Regions from separate parts of the Lactuca sativa genome. Here region 1 is linked to region 2. Evidence: chromatin contacts called from public Hi-C data. All regions are on one chromosome and are shown on one strand. The core of a region is the stretch at or near the end of the contact, and the rest is flanking DNA. Distances in the headings are between cores, read along the strand shown.

Region 1 (5,689 bases), core at 1,237-3,736, 680 kb before region 2:
TAGGTTTGGCCAGGGGCGGAGCCAGGATTTTCGGATAAGGGGGGCTTATATATATTTAAAAAAAATCAAATAACATAATCAAGTCTGTAAAATTGAAAGAGATACTAATAAAGAAAAAAATCGTCTAAATAGAAACTATATCGATCTTTGTAAGAACCAATCTTCAAAAGTTTTCCAATGATTATAAACACCGATTCTCATACATTAACCTAAAATTATAAAAAGAACGAGTTAGACATAAATACATATGATATTATGCTCAATTGAGAAGAATACAAATAATTTTTTTTTAAAGTATAAAAAGTAGTACCTTGCTCACTTTAAGTTGTGCCCGTCTTTGCTTCATAGAAGAAAAATCATCTATAATTTTATATGTGGAAAACGTGTCAGCAATCTCTCTCTCAATGTTAATAAGCAGACAACTTTTAAGAAAATCATCATTCATGGTAATCCGAAGTCGTGTTTTCACGATTTTCATTGCTGAGAATGCCCTTTTAGATGTCAAGGTAGAAACATGAAGCATCACTATAATGCGAATCAATCTGTCAAGCAAAAGATAATTACTTGACTTTCCTGTTTCATGTAGGCCCCTACACAACTCAGAAATTGTAGATGAATTTTTCAATTGTGGGTGATTGCGCACATCTAGCTCATAATGTCGTAACTCAAGTTTCAGCAAATTAATTTCATGCTCTGTAAAGTACAAAGGATAATAAGTTGTTGCCAATTTACATATATCTTCAACATTCAAGGATTTTTTGGATCTAGCGCAACACTAAGACGAAGAAGCTTCGTTACAGACTCATTAAATCTAGAGTTTAACTCTTGTAACTAACTGTCAATAGCAGCAATAAACAATTCAACTCGGTAGTGATGCTCTACAGTGATATCATCTTTATCACGCCGTGTTCGAATTACATATCTATAAGTTTCATTCATACCAGGAACCAAAATGTCATTCCTTTTACAAAAGCAAACCACTTGATGCAAAAGCGATTGCCAACCTTCATCTCTTAGTTTTTGAAGCAATATTTTTGTTGTGGAAACCAAGACCAATGCATTAACAATATCTATAGATTTTTTTGTAAAGATTGGCAAAGTTTGTCATTTATCCCCATTATTTCTTTCATCATATGTAAAACAATGACAAAATCAAATGACAATGCATGTTTAAGTGAAAATATTGCATCACCTTTTTGAGAAGATGTAGAACCTTTTGTAGCAATGTCAGTCAACACTACACAAGATGGACCAAAAAGTCTCATCAAACTACATATTGATTTGAAATGAGAACTCCACCTAGTATCTCCAGGCCATTGTAATGTTCACATTTGATTTGTTCCTTTTCCACTCTCAATCTCATCAACCTCAATTAAATGAGAAATTTCAACAATTTGAGCATCTTGTAATTGATCAGTATGCTTGGAAGAAGAACTTATGACATTAACTATAAAGTTTAAGGTTTTGAAGAAGTTATGTACCTCAGTCACATCTTTAGTCGCTGCAACTAGAGCCAATTGCAATTAATGAGCAAAACAATGTATGTAATAAGCATAAGGGCATTCCTTTAATAATAAATCTTGCAACCCATTCCATTCTCCATGCATGTTACTAGCTCCATTATATCCTTGACCCCGAATATCTTGGACACTAAGTTTATGAGCTCCATCATATCCTTGACTCCGAATATCTTGGACACTAAGTTTATGATAAGACAATGAACCCATTATTGCATTTTTCAAGGTCAATGAAGTTGTATCTTTGACATGAATCAAATCCAAAAATCTTTCTTTGACATGTCCTTCTCGGTCAACAAATCTCACAACAATAGCCATTTGTTCTTTCTTAGATTCATCTTGAGACTCGTCAACTATCAAACAAAATTGTGCCATCCCGATTTCATCACGAATGGCTTTTTGTACATTTGTAGCTAAAACACGTAATATTTCTTTTTGGATATCCGGTGATGCGTACTTTGCATTTTGAGGAGCATTTTCTAACACAACATCATCAATAGTCTTGTTATAAGAAGCAAGTAACTTTATAAGTTCAAGGAAATTCCCTTGATTTATTGAGTCAGGTCGCTCATCATGACCTCTTAAAGCACATGCTTGAAATGTGAGCCATTTAATAGCCTCAATAGAAACTTTAAGGCGTAATATATTATCCATAACTTGTTGAGTCGTTTGTTTCTCAATCACATTTTCTATGTGACACAACTGGTTTTTTAAATCTTCATAGCATCTAACAGAAAAATTATGTGCTGAGGCCGGAGTCTTACCTTCATGGACGATGAAAGCACAATCTTTGCCACAATTCACCTTTTTCCACCTATTAAATCCTGTCACGGTAAATGTATCTGACCCGACTCTTCTAATAGGTTTCTTATTAAAAAGAAAGTAAGGGAAACAAAATGCAACATCTTTTTTCTCAGAATATTCCAACCACCAAAATTTTTTAAACCAAGCTTGTTGAAAATTGCGCATAGAACCATTTGGACCGCTAGGACTAGAAGGATACTTTGATTTTTGAATTTGGTATGGTCCAAGTGTAATATACAATCGTCTAATCTTATCACGTTGGTGACTTGGATAGCTTAAGATCAAAGGGTGTTCTCCGGGATCACGAATCAAAGAATCTAAGTTTACCTCTCTTGAATTTGAAATATCATTTTTTTTTCAGGTTCAACATTAATCGGATCTTCCATATTACTATTCATTTCTGGTTTTGGGCATGTATTAGCATTTTCCCCAATATTATCACTAACAAGATGCGGTTGCAGATCATTAACATCTTCTATTCGTTTGAAAAAAAAATCAATGGTTCTTTTTTTGCTCATAGTTTACCCTATAATTATAAAAATTAAGAAACCAATTAACCAATCATAATACCATCATTAATTACAAATTATAATGTTCAAAATAAATATTAACCACAAATTACAAAAAGCTTAAATATATATTAACTAGTAAGAATTAAAAAGTTACTTTTTGGATGTCCGATGAACCTACAGGATGACTAATTGACTATAATTGAAGACTTGAAATACTCCCTTTCAAGTATTATAGTGTACAAAATAAATATTACCGCAAATTACAAAAACTTAAATATGTATTAACTAATGAGGATGATGATTAGAATTACCTTTTGGGAGTCTTGAATTTAATTGTGATGAATATAACTGAAGTAATCCACGATTTGCCGGCTGTCGATAAAGGTTTAATTGTAAATGTATACTGCGTACGCCTAAAGTATTCAACATAATATTAAATAAATGGGTTGTAATAAGGGGGGCAGTGGGCTTAAATTAATTTTTTGGGGGCTTAAAAAACTAAATATTATAATACTATATAAATAAAATAAAAGATGTTTGGGGGGGGGAGCATATCTGCTAGCCCCTGCATTACCTCCGCCCTTGGGGGTTTGACAGAGAAAACCTATTTTGAAAGATAAATACCTACATTTGGAATTGGGCTTTATTGATTGTCATCGCAAAATGTAATCGGATTGGAAATTGTTTTCGTTTTAGCTTGAATGGGAACATGTCATCTTCAGATGGACATAGACGAATCTTTGGCAAAATCCAGTACACTTGTAGCAGATGTTGGGGCGAGGAAGAGAGTGTGTGTAGCGATTGGTCACAGATCGAAATCCAAAATCTACTATAGACTTATATAACATGTATGTGTGTGTATGCGGAGCAATAGCGAATGTTGGGGTGAAGAAAAGTAATGGCGTTGGCTAGAGATTCTAGAATTTTTGTTCTTAAATAACCCGTCCTCTATCATTATATTTTAAAAATAAGATCATATTGTTATTATTATATTTATTAAGCTTATTTCAAAAAAAGTATTATATTATATGTTTTCTTTCTTTGTAAATTATAACATATCGCCACAAAATTTTAATGGAATCAAATAGTTTGTTGTAAATTGAACTTTAAAATTGTCAAAATAAAAAATATTTTTTTACAAAGTAATTAAATTATGTTAAATACATTAAATTTTGATGAAATAGTCAAACAAAATGCAAAAGAACAAAAGTATGTTATTAAAAAAACATATTCTAAAAGCTAAATTGTTTCAAAGAAAAAAATTATTTTCTTACTCTCTCGTTCAATCCACAATAAAAGTTAATTGGTTACAATAGAAGCTTAATATGTTATTTTAAAAAACATGAGTATATTCATAGGTGGGTGTACGTAAGTAAGTGAGTATATCCCGAGTGGAACCAACAATTCCACATACTGTTAGAATCAAACATTAAATACCAAATCTAAATGGTCTTTTAACAAATTATATAATTATAAACAAAATAATACAACAAATAATCAATATATTTTTTGAGTTTCATAAGCTATTTCAAGAAACCTAACACCAATCGGAACAAATTTGCAAAATAATAATAATAATAATAATAATAATAATAATAATAACTAGTGTCTCACAGAATTGTTACAATAGAAGTGGGTATATGTGATTTACAAAACATACCATCCAATTATCATCAATACCACAATACGTGCACATATAGTCATTTCAGTAGAAAAATAATAAGAGAAAAAAAATGAAGGGACTTACATTCATATTGAATCAGATTAAAACATATAGAACCTGTATAAACTCGAAAATATGTTTAAAAAGATTCAAGTTTATTCTAAAAACTCCCTAAATCAAATCAAACAACTCACAGTCTAAACCTAATGGGATGTATGTGTTCGTAGAAAACATAAAGAGGGAGATCTAAGTGGCGTGGGTCTTTGTTCTTGGCATCAAGCCTAGTGATATTAAGTCCAAAATCAAATATTTGAATTTACATTGAATGCAATTAGGTATGCCATGTAGTCTTTGATGTTGTTTCTATTGGAGTTGTTGAGGGGTAGACTAAGAATATTTACAACTTCATTTTCTATTCTATTTCTTTATATAATTTGCAAATACAAAAGTTGCTTCTCCATTTGTTATTGAATGAGCCCCTGAAGTAAAAATAGAAAATAAAAATTATCAAAGTTACCAGAATAATTGTGATTAGTGTAGATAGAAATGGATGATGATGGTCATGTAATATAAAGAAACCAAAGGACTCAAAGAAAAACAACACCAATAACAAATAATAATGTGATGAAATAAAAGTACAAATGAAACTATTAATAGATTTATAGAGATGATGCAAGTAGTATTTAAACAGATTAGAATTCTCACAATGGTTAGCGAATTCTCAATCATAGAAATCATGAACCTAGAAATAACCCATAGGCTACAACAACATGAAGAAATCATAAAATAGAAATGGTGAACTAATTCTCAAACATGGAAATTGTTAAACAAAATCTTAGTTTTAAAACATATACAAAACGATATTAAATTATAAATACACCACATAATCATTTCGTTATTAGCTTACTCTACATCAAGGTCCAAAATAGAAGAAACATATCATCACCTTTACTCAAAGCTAAGTGAATGCCCTAAAAAAGACCAACCTTATCTCAATAAATACATATCATACTACATTCCCCTGCATCCATAATAAGGTTTTGATAATCAACATCATTATAGACATAAAGACCATGTTATTATTAAATATTTCAAACAAACCTTTCTGGTTCTCATGGAAACACTATAATGCATGATCTTACTAAATTTAATGCACTCTAAATCTTAAAAAACATGCACATCAGTGGAACTGG
Region 2 (5,387 bases), core at 209-2,708:
TTCTGAACAATGAAGATCGCAAGTCAACTCTAGACTTTTTATCTCATCTGGAGACACATTGAACTTAATTCTTTCTTTAGATAAGATCACCCACTCATCATCACCATCTTCGTATTCAACCTATTTTATCAAGAAAACCATATATAACTTTGTAAAGAACTGCTCCAAAGATTTTTGTGTATGCAATTGCAATTTGCAAAACAGGGATTAAAGAGACATTACATGATGACGATGGCTTTCTGAGTCATACTTTGCAATTCGGCCAAAATACCAATCAGCATCTAATGGCCAGTAAACCTTCAGTAATTCAATACCCAAAGGTGTAAGATGAGGGAACATTAAATTTATTATATGAAACAGGTATAAGAATCAAGGCTTGCCTTGCATTCTAATCCAAGAAATTTCTGGGGATCCACACCTTCAAATGTCAGCCTGTTTCAAAGATCAGAAGCTGGTATATAGCTTACCATTTTTGTAGTAATTTGAACAAAATAAATGGAATTTCTTTGAATAGAACATACCTCACCCATCTCTTGGTGCGACTTGCATTGGTGGTGGATTTATTTGTATCTTCAGTCTCAGTTGCTTCAGTTCCATCACCACTGTTTTTGTGGGAGACGTTTTTGTCGTCATTGTTTCTGTTATCATTGTTTTTGCTTCTTCTGCGGCCACTGCTAGCGCTAGCATCATCAGTTCTGTTAGGTTTTCGAGATGATTCTCTCAATCTTGGAGCATCAAGACAAACTGAATTAAGCCCTAGATTGATAAGCTCTTGACTCGTCTTCCTCTTCTTGTTACTAGAATTTTCCAAAACCCCAATAGACCTCACCTCCCGATCTTCGCCATCAAATTCAACATCCTCAACTTTCGGTACAACAGCAGAAACCGTATTTGGATTCGAACGAAAACTATCGTAAACAGAAGTGCCATGGAAACTATCACTCCTTTTGCGACGGCGACTGCGAGAGTAGAAATAAATGACAGGTGGTTTCGGTGGCGATGACTTTGGATCCACGGAGATGGCATCTTTATGAACCCCTAAAATGGAGTATTTCCTAGCTTTCACCTTCTTAGACATGACATTCGCGTAACTGCAAGGGGATGTAGCTGAGTACACGAGGTCAAGGGCAACGTACCTCGCCTCGCGATGGTGATGACGATGATCTTCTTCCGATTGAACCAGTACTTTCTGCTCCTCCGGCGGCGCTTCTTCGTCGGCGTCTTCTCTCTGCTTGTTATCGGCGGTTGGTGATAACAATTGAGAAGAAAATGCCATTCGATTTGGGAAATTTGGGGATTTTCAAAGATTAGTGTGACATTGTAACTAGGGTTTCAAAATTGAAGTAGCAGTGAGCTTTTTGGAGGGAGGAGAGAGCTCTATTTTCCCCGGAAGAACCAGTTTCCCGCCCCACAGACGACGAGCAAGGAAAAAAAAGAAAGAAGAAAGGAGTTGCTTATTTTATGAGACATATATATATTTTCACTTACACCCACTTGCATGTACTTTGCATCCAGGGGAAACCCTTTACTTTCATACTTGTTAAACTTATAGAAAACACTCAAAACTTGGATTTTTAACAAATACCTTATTGGATATATAAAATTGCATAGGGTCTTTCCATTGAAAAATGTCAAAGTATATAAAGTTGCTTTAGCAAAATCTTGTGAAATACCTAGTTTAAAGGTGTTATAACAATTTAAGAGACATAATAAAGCATAAGGGATTATATGAAAAAAGTATGAAATCATTATTAAATGCATGTTGTGAGACTTGTCTTGGTGGTGGAATGTTAAGTCTCCAATTGTAAAATATATCCTGAAGTCATAAAATAATTCAATAAAAATCATCAAAGTTTAAAGAAATATATCAAAGAAAGGCCACGACTTTCAATATGATGCAAGGGAGGGGAAAGACATCCTAAAGGAAGGGATAGTGACTTAAAATGGTAATATATTTTTTGATTTGTACATATTTAGTTACTGAGTTTTTTTTCCGTCCACATTTACCACTTCAACTTGTTAAACTGTACACATTCAGTCCATAGGACCTGTTACCCCAGGTTGGCTGGGAAAAATGACTTAATAGGGTAATATATTTCTTATTTTGTACACATTTAGTCCTTAATATTTTTATACACATTTAGTCCTTAATATTTTTTGTTTCAACATAAGTTATTCTTGTTTTTGTACTCATTCAGTACTTATGAATGATTTCTTTAGGTTTTTCTCACAACATCTTACATGGGACAATCATTGATGAAGTGTATGGGGCTGTTGATATTTATCTGTAATGTCTCATTTACACAACCAAAAATTTTCATTTTTAAATAAGACAAAAGTCTCTAATTATAAATCCATTATTAAGAAAAAAAACGTTTATTCCAAAATACATTTTTCGAAAATCAAAGTAATATAAGAAAGGCAGAATCATCAATATTGTTGATGAGTGTGTACAATTATGTCTTTGCATTCCCACGATCAACGATAGAACCTAAAAACATAAACAACTGGGTAAGCACAAAGTTTAGTGAATTTCCTCCAAAATACTCGATACAACAAACATATTATCATGCATAACGAGCCCACACTCATCATATTGGAATACCATGGCCCAATCAGTTATCGGACTGGAATGCCAACATGCAATAGGTCCAATCAATTATCAGACTGGAATACCCGGGGTTTGTCGGCATGCCGCCTTAACCCAACCGCTCTTCTCGAGCCTCCGCGACTACACCTTACAGTCGGCCCGCACCAGGTATCTTGGTCTACAACATATAGCAGGACCACCTCAACCTATCACACCACCATATGACTATCCCACATAAGATGTCGTGAGAAAAAACCTAAAGAAATGACTTATTTTGCAACAATATATATATATATATATATATATATATATATATATATATATATATATATATATATATATATATATATATATATTAATGACTAAATGTGTACAAAGTGACAAATATATTACAATATTAAGTCATTTTTACCGGCTAACCTGGAGTAGCTGGTCATAAGGACTAAATGTGTAGAGTTTAACAAGTTGAAAGGGTAAATGTGGACGAAAATAAAAGTCAGTGGCTAAATATATACAAATCAAAAAATACATTACCCTTTTAAGTCATTATCCCCGTAAAGAAAAGGCGTGTCTTAATACTTTGTCATGTATTTTTTCAAGACCCTACATTTGGTTATCAAAAGGATTTATTTTTATGAAACCATTTTTTCTTGTGGGTGGGTTGGAATATATATATATATATATATATATATATATATATATATATATATATATATATATATATATATATATATATATATATATGGGTTTCATGGCGTAAAGTGTAGGAAGGGAGTTTTAGGGTTGGCAGTTATCTACGTAAAATAAAGCTATGTGTTTAAGTAGGTTTGGCACTTTTTTGAATAACTCTTAACGCTTTTTGGTTTACATTGGTTAAGGTTATATATAGACCAATAATAGGGTGTGTATGGGACGGTTTGGTTCGGTTATTGGCCAAAACCGAACCATAACCATTATAATTGGTTAATATATTTCGATAACTATTGTACAGCGGTTAATATATGTTTTAGTTAATGGTTTTAGTCGGTTAATGGTTATGGTTAATGGTTAATATCGGTTAACCAAAATGGTCAAAGATGACATAAAAATAAAAATAATTTTCTATAAAAATTAAAAAAACGTAAAGTTCATCGTAATAAAAAGTGAATGATTGTGTATATATAATTGTATTGATAGAAGGTTACTTATCATATCTAACTCCAAACAATTACCTTTTAAAATTTCAATTTCTAATATAATTACTTACCATATATTTAATATTATATTTTATTAAAAATATTTATTAATATTATTGGTTCGGTTCGATTTATAATAGTTCGGTTTTAGATGAAAACCATAACCGGACCATATTCGGTTAATCAAAATTAGAAACCGAATCATATCTTTTAGTAATGGTTCGGTTAACATGGTTTGGTTATAGCGGTTAATTTGGTTATGTTTCGGTTTTTCGATTAATATGCTCACCCCTAACCAATATCAGGTGATGGTATTGGTCTATTTGTGTCGATATACAAAGTTACTACTATGTGGATAAACATTCTTAAAACGCTAATTAATTTATCTGATAAAACGCATGAATCTTTTTTCTTATTGCAAGAGAAGGATTGGTGATATGTCTTTATCGATCTTTCATAGTGTGATGTTTAGTTGGGAGATCAACCACTCAAAGTCCAGTTCCTACAGTCTTTGATATGGAGTTAAAGAAGGTTGTTTCAGTTAAGGCTAAAATGGAGCAATCAAATTGGATTTTGTCAATGTGTCGGTTCTCAAGGGGAGGGGTTGAGGTCAAGCAATGTGATGTCCTTCACTCTTGTTGGTGATATTTTTTATGTCGAATCATAATGATCGATGGTATTACGAATTAGATAGTTATGTGGTTTTTTTTACATTTCTACAACTAAATAATGGATTGATAAGTACACCCTATTACTAATTACACTCCTACTAGGTGGAATAGTCTTAACTGTATTGAGGTGAGTATTATTTCTTAGAGGTTTTCTCTAAATAAGTTGCCTACGATAGATAACTTGGTTGATAAAAGTGTTGATGTTCCTAATGTGTGTTGTTCGTTATGTGATGGAGATATAGAGTCCATAAACCATGCGTTTGTTTACTTGTGATGTTGTTTGTATCTGAATGCATTTTCATCATTGGCGGATTTGAATATCCCTTGCTTGGATCGGTACAAGGCTTTAGCTTGTGTGGATGTAGACAACATGCATGAAGTATACGATTAAGAATTTCTTGTAGGTGTCTTGTTTTTATGATTTGGTGGTGCTTGTGGTGCTTTTGCAATATAATTTTGTTGGTAAGAAAAGAAACAAAAATGGTTGATTTGTTTCATATTATAGTGAACCAATCATTCTTTTGGATTTGTAATAGAAGTAGAAAAGAAAAATCTAATTGGATTGGGTAGCTTTAAAACCCCAATCTTGTTGTTTGATATAATTGTTTTTTTTCTAACCACTTGCTAGTTTATCTTGTATAAACTATTCTAAAAAAAAGGTATGATCCTAATGAAAATGAAAATATGAGGAGCCATGACTCGTGATGGTTATCGGTTAGGCGAGTGAATATGGGTTGGTATGGTGAATGTGGTAGTGGATGCTCGATTGGTAGGTTAGTTGTGTTGGTTATTTATGAGCAAATCGGTTTGTGAAATTGTTATAAGTTATGACTTTCACCATATAGGTTTTTATGATTTAGTTTCAATATTTGAAATGATTTTTAATCAGGTACTTTTTGTAAATAAAAAGGAGGTACAAGTTGGGGCTAGCCTACTTGGCTAACAAGATGT

What was found. A called contact is a pair of places that touch in the nucleus more often than the background predicts.
Region 1: a Hi-C map of leaf shows a contact between it and region 2, with 4 times the contacts expected there. The contact joins the promoter of LOC111877033 here to the promoter of LOC111877011 in region 2. A contact is called at or near these places in 2 of 4 Hi-C or Micro-C datasets (leaf and seed).

What each region holds. Positions count from the first base shown.
Region 1 is chr5:163,763,366-163,769,054 of Lsat_Salinas_v11, reverse strand. It overlaps LOC111877033, which reads right to left and starts at 2,486. Exons shown (of 7, transcript XM_023873582.1): 1 at 1,613-2,486; 2 at 1,352-1,507; 3 at 1,193-1,237; 4 at 837-1,070; 5 at 311-693; 6 at 204-209; 7 at 79-84. The coding sequence starts at 2,486. The coding sequence ends at 79.
Region 2 is chr5:163,084,422-163,089,808 of Lsat_Salinas_v11, reverse strand. LOC111877011 (histone-lysine N-methyltransferase ATX2) reads right to left here and starts at 1,458. Exons shown (of 25, transcript XM_023873563.3): 1 at 522-1,458; 2 at 381-432; 3 at 223-297; 4 at 1-120. The coding sequence starts at 1,276.